Regions from separate parts of the Rattus norvegicus genome. Here region 1 is linked to region 2. Evidence: chromatin contacts called from public Hi-C data. All regions are on one chromosome and are shown on one strand. The core of a region is the stretch at or near the end of the contact, and the rest is flanking DNA. Distances in the headings are between cores, read along the strand shown. Region 1 has its middle 640 kb from the start of Gramd2b. Region 2 has its middle 690 kb from the start of Zfp608.

Region 1 (3,221 bases), core at 584-3,083, 150 kb before region 2:
CCTAGTAAGAGCACCAGTGGAAGGGGAAGCCCTGGGTCCTGCTAAGACTGAACCCCCAGTGAACTAGTCTATGGGGGGAGGGCGGCAATGGGGGGAGAGTTGGGAGGGGAACACCCATAAGGAAGGGGAGGGGGAGGGGGATGTTTGCCCGGAAACCGGGAAAGGGAATAACACTCGAAATGTATATAAGAAATACTCAAGTTAATAAAAAAAAAAAAGAATAACAATACCAATCAACCAGACCCCACAGAGCTCCCAGGGACTAAAGCACTAACCAAAGAGTACACATGGAGTGACCCATAGCTCCAGTATGTATAGCAGAGGATGGCCTCATTGGCCATCAATGGGAGGAGAGGCCATTGGTCCTGCGAAGGCTCAATATTCTAGTGTAGGGGAATGCCAGGGAGGGGAGGTGGGAGTGGAGCACCCTCATAGAAGCTGGGGAAGGGGGATGGGATAGGGGGTTTCTGGAGGGAGAACTGGGAAAAGGGATGACACTTGAAGGTTGGCTCCATCAACAAGGTTGATCATCTGTGACTCCAGGGTGCTCCACAGGAAGCAGCTTATTCAGGGCTAGAGAATAAGGAATGCAAGACAGAGGTATAAATAATTTTTATCCTAAATCATAGATCAATACACGGGCTCTACATAGATGATTTTTACATACTTATTAACAATTTTTTAAAAATCTTAGAACATACTTAATTTTCATATGTGTTTAATTGGATATAAATTGATGCGGATCTATCCATGGCTTATATTGATATAAATAGATTTTTTTGTTGTTGTTGTTTAGTTTCTGGTAGACACTATGTTTAGAATTAAACATGGAAAAATATTTTCTTTGTCCTGGAATTCCAGCTGCCTTTTCTGAAGAGATCATAAGCCCTTCTTGCGTGTTACAAGTTTTGTTTACCGAGAATTGTCGTCATGAGGGCAATATAAATGGATTCGGGACAAATGGACTGAGTAAGTTTGAAATGTGTAGCATGACACATGATGGAAAAGGTTTAATAAAAATATTTTAGGTTTTACTAAAACCCAAATATTTAGGCAATGTTCTAAGAATGACTTCCTACCCCCAAATCCACACTGTTGTGTCTATTCCACAGTTAATGACTTGTTGGTGCGATGTATGTAATGGACGTTGGTGTTCTCAAAGCATGTTGTATTCTGTGACCAAGTGGCATTTAAAGAAAAACACAAAAACAGTCAAATAAGCCAAAGGCATTCTGCTTCGCTCAGCATGTATAATGTGAAGTTCATTGTTCTATGGGAACCCACACTATTTATAGTTAGCTTGATGTGTGGGTTTGACAAGCAGCCATCTGGGGCTCCGCAAGAGGCCACTCTGAAAATTCAAACCTTCAATAAGATGAAAGTGTGTGCATGAGTATTTCATTATCCCTGGACAGAAAAAAATAGGTGTCCTCAGTCTTATGTGAAGTTCAACACTGAGACAGGCTCTGTGACTTTACAGTTCCTCGCATTCACAGAATATCCACGCTACTGAAATGCTTCGAGACATCTGGGGGTGGGGGTTGGGGGGAATCTAAACCAGGATCACATGTCCTCTCGGGCTTCTGACTGTGGCATTCATCTGACATAATAGAGGCTCAGAAACACAGTGTGCCTTCGCTCTGCAGGAGTTACAAAGCTGTTCAGTGTAGGAAAGCAGCCGGATCTCTCTTCCCCCAGCCAGCAAATGAAAAACACCTGACACTTGCGAACTGTTAGTACATGATTTGAATGCCATTAGGGGCTGCTCCTACACGGTTCCTATTACAGCTGCCGAGTGTGTAACCCAGGAATAGCACTCACGTTGTGTTTGCTTTAGAAAACGCCGTTGATCCCTCCAGGCGCTCTGTTCCCAAGTACTCCCACATGAGGCATAGAGTCGGGGAAAAGAGAAGCAAACAGATCTGTCTTACAGAGAGATTATTCTATAAGGAAATATTTTTCCAGGCTGGAGAAATGGGCCGTACACCTCCCACTCGGCTGTAACTTGTAAAAGACAGCTTAGGAGATATTTTATGGACACATCAAAACTATTTGTGCAATGTGCCGGGCTCAAATTCCAGGAAACTACCTCCATGTGCCTGAGAGTTTTAATAATGTTTGACCTAGGCTTTTTGTGGGGGAGGGTTGTAATAGAAGTGCTTTCCTTTAGGAAAACTTGCTTAGGGTTTTCTGAACTACTTCTGTACTCATAAAACTCAGGGATAATCTTTCTGAGCATTATAAAGTCCTTGCTTTTCTTGGATTTTCCTTCAGTGTCGTTTCAACATTTTAATTTTCTTCCTTTATCCCTTTTTCCCAAGAAACTATCTTAACTTCTTTTCTCTATATATACAATTTAGTCTGGGTGAACATTGTGTTTTTCTTTTTAGGAGTAGCTAAGCTGATGACTGAACTTGCTCTTGAATAAAAGAATGCATCATAGAAATTATAGGTCTTCATGCTTAAGTGACAGGCACTTTACCGACTACGCCATTTCTTAGGCTGGCAATTATGGTCCTCTTATGTGGATTTTCATATGGTTTACTAAGTGGGACACAAAAGGATAATATCATTAGTGAAGGAATGAAATTAAGTGTGAAATATGTCACACCTGTCAAATGGTTGCAAGGAAGGGTGGTGAGAATTACTCTGAGAAAATTGGAATACTTTGTAAATAAGCAATACTAAATTCCGGTGTTGAAAGGAAGAAAGCCCGACCCTCAATAAACTTATATATAAACAAAACATTTAATGATTGCAAAATAATCACTGAAAAGATCTATTGAGGACCTTCTATAAACGGGATCTGGTGCTGGATGCTGGAGTTAGAACAGATATGAAAAGGAGCGAGATCCCTGGGCTAAGAGTGCCTACCTGGGAGTATACCGGGCAAGCAACAGTCACTTCCTCTGAAGAGTAGGATTGAAGAGGGAAGGAAGACAGACATAGGTGCCTAGAAGTCAGTAGAAGCATATGATTTTGTAGGCAGTAACAGGGGATGATTTCTGAAAGAGAATGTTTAGCTGGCACCAGGCAGATGAATGAGAGAGAGAACAAGAAAGAGCGAGAGAGAAAGAGAGAGATTTCTTGGGGTTTCTATTGCTGCAATAAAACACCATGACCAAAAGCAACTTGGAGAAGAAAGGGTTTACAGTCCTGTGTCACAATTCTTCATTGAAGAAAGTCAGGACGGAGAACTGCAGGCAGGAGCTGATGCAGAG
Region 2 (3,135 bases), core at 162-2,661:
GGTCAAATCCATGTCCTCCTTTTCGGATGTACTCAGGAGAGTTGAAACTTAACGCAGAGAGCACAACGCGGATGCTTCACTTTTGCATCTTGCTCTATTTTGCCTGCCATTATGTACAACTGTGAAACCTGTCTTACAGCCTTGCTGGGAGGATTATCATGTTCTTGTTGACTCCTAACCTCTATGGTCACCCTAAGCTCAACATTGTGAACATCTATACCCTCCCCTTCTACTTTAGGTCAGTTTCTTGACCTTCGCACGGCCATGCTGCTCTGTTCCTCCTTAAAAATTGTGTCTCCACCAAGTGACTCAAGACACTTACATACATCCCCAAACCCTTACAATTTCATCTTGAATGGTTTGCCCACTTCACTGTCTCCTTTGCATTTACTCTGTCTAGCTTCACTCACTCTCTTGTAGATAGGTCTTGCTGCCTCTGCTATCTCAGTCCAGAGACTATCCATCGACATCATGTTTCTTGGCTCACAGGTTAACTTCAGTGTAGCAGAAACAAACTTTCTATGAAAGAGGTAAGAGTTTTCTTAGCTAAGTCCATGAGTTCCCTTTTCTTGTTTCTGATTCTCTCCCTCCCAGTTTCAGGAGTTAAACCCACAGTCCTGTACAAGCCTCCTTCTATATTCATTCTCTGTGTTATTGCTCCATGATTTTGCCCACACCATTCATTCTTTGCATTTTTTGATTTCATTTTTTGGTCAAATGTCAAGCTATTAATTGTCTCACAAAACCAAAGTCATGCATTACATCCTCTGGAAACAGCTACCCATTCATTCTCTTAGTCAGTCCTGAGAAAAGCCCCTCTGTTTCTGAGACTCACTAATTTCATTGGGATGTTCACTATACATTTTGTGGTCAACGTATACACATTTTTTCCATAATAGCTTTCTGAGTTCTTATTGCCTTTTAAACATGTATCTCTATAACCCAGCACATAATACTTGGCATGTAGTGGGTCCCCAGTAAAAGCGAAATAACCAAAGACAGAGTAAAGTTAGGACCAAATGATGGTGGTCCACCAAAGAATCAAACCACTGTGAAAGACATTTCGTTGTTGAGTAAGGAAAAATTTTCAACCCTCTCACCCCAGGGCAAGCATTACATACCACCGTGTAAAAAATTCTCTCAAAGGTTGCTTCTCATTAGCCAGTGAAATCAGAGACACAGACCATCTTTCCAGCACAGACATCTAATTTTATTTAGAGTTATTATGTACTTTTTTTACCCACAGACAGAAACAGGGTTTTCTCGAAAGGTTGCTAGTGTAGGCTTCAGTGACATTCGGCTCATTGTACTTTGAACAAGCAATGATTCATCTCCCTAGATCTCAACTCTGGGCCTGTTGTAGAGCTAGAGACTGTTCTGAAGTTCCTTTCATGTCCAGCAAGGCTGGCTGAGAACGGACATGAAAGCTGTCTAAACACTCTAATCTATTCCCAAACCTCAGAAATGCAGGCTTCACACTCTCTCTGTTCCTGCTTATGAATCATCAGGCTGACAAGTCAGATTCATAACATTAAACCCCAGCCGATGGGAGTCAGTTTTTCCTGCATCCACTTGTGGAAGGCACGGGGTTCCCTTGCAGATCTGAACTGCTTCTACTAATGTGGATGTAAAGTTAGAAAAGGCTGAAAGATAGCCAGTGTTTATTTCCTTTTCCCTGGGAAGAACACAATTCATTTTTTACCATTGAGAAGTTCTCATCCTGCTTCCTTTAAAGCTGCTTGTTGCGTCATTGTTAAAAAGTCCATTAATATCCCATTATTGAGCTGTTGCTACCCTGGCCTTTATTATAATGAATAATAACTCTCTGTAGCTACAAGGCACTTTCCTTCGTGGATCATCCTGCTTAGCCTAATAAAAGAAATTAATCAAGCTACACCTTTAAGGAAAGCATTAAGCTACTCCATTGCAAACGCAAATTGTCTTTGTTTGCTCCGATTGCAATTGTGTCTAGCTTTCTGAGGAGGCGTGTTAAAAATACCAGGGGAAATTTCAAAGAGGCCGTTACTTAAACAGATTGACATGTCTTTTCTCAAACATCTTTAAAGTGTTTTTGAGATACTGATACAAAGACAGATACACGCTCCTGGAGCACAACAAAGAGATTGGTGTGTGCCTTGTATACGCATGTAAGGGTACCCGTGTCTTGGTGCAGTGCACATTTTCAAACACTACAATAGGACTGGATGGTGATGCTCCACTGGCTCAGCTGAGGTGACCCATGGAAGCCATGGTCTGGAAATATTTCCCGATACCTTACATGGGGTCCTTTCTTCTATGCCCTGTCTTCTCCCTACCATGACTCAATGCATGAAGGAACATAATTACTGCCTTAAATGTATATGTAAAGAATTTCCTAATATCTAATGATATTAGACTCTTTGTAGTATCTGAATTTGCCTTCTGTCCCACCTGCCTGTTTTTCCTACTGATATGTTGTTGGTAGGCTAAGTGCCAGAGTCCATGTGACTCATGAGAATTAAGTCTTGTGAGAGTTCTTCTACAGTAGATGTTCTCCATGAGTAAGCTGCTACACACACACACACACACACACACACACACACACACACGGATGAAGGCACTTGCTGCTAAGCCTGAGACCTGAGTTTGAGCCCCAGAACCCAGATGATGGAAGGAAAGAACTATCTCACAAGTTGTCCTCTGATTTCTACAGGCACTGTGGTGTATGCATGGCTAGGTACATCATACATGGTGGGGAAAAAACTCTAGAGACTAGTTTTCCAGAGGTTAATCCTAATCATTCAGAGATACATGCCTGACTTGTCACAGCAATGTATTTTTATAAAACAGTGTGTAAATATAGACTTAATTTTATTGAAAATGTAATTCCCAATTATGAAAAGGTGGACATGACTAAGACCCACATTTATAGCAGACATTTCTAATTCCCTTATGCAATCCAAACACTCTTCAGTCAAACTAAGTAATTGTTACTCTCCATGGTATAGATACAAAGATGTCAATATTCTAATCTCCAAGTCTTCTAGACATCTAGAATATAAATAAGATGACAAATTCATGTCGTCTAAACTACCACATTATGGTAATTTAAGATACAGCAAAAGAAGACCAGTAACTTCGTTAACAATGACTTAG

What was found. A called contact is a pair of places that touch in the nucleus more often than the background predicts.
Region 1: a Hi-C map of Schwann cells shows a contact between it and region 2, with 2.3 times the contacts expected there. The contact joins two enhancer-like sites. A contact is called at or near these places in 1 of 12 Hi-C or Micro-C datasets (Schwann cells) and 1 of 1 datasets of contacts at active chromatin or transcription factors (oligodendrocytes).

The regions. Positions count from the first base shown.
Region 1 is chr18:51,445,158-51,448,378 of GRCr8, reverse strand. No RefSeq gene overlaps it. Among named protein-coding and RNA genes, the nearest start is that of Gramd2b, 640 kb to the left of the region's middle. Within about 2 kb of position 1,833, at least 62 of the 93 cell types and tissues checked have an H3K27ac peak or open chromatin away from gene starts, as enhancers often do. A contact at or near this core is called in Schwann cells, where this site is marked.
Region 2 is chr18:51,292,102-51,295,236 of GRCr8, reverse strand. No RefSeq gene overlaps it. Among named protein-coding and RNA genes, the nearest start is that of Zfp608, 690 kb to the right of the region's middle. Within about 2 kb of position 1,411, at least 30 of the 93 cell types and tissues checked have an H3K27ac peak or open chromatin away from gene starts, as enhancers often do. A contact at or near this core is called in Schwann cells, where this site is marked.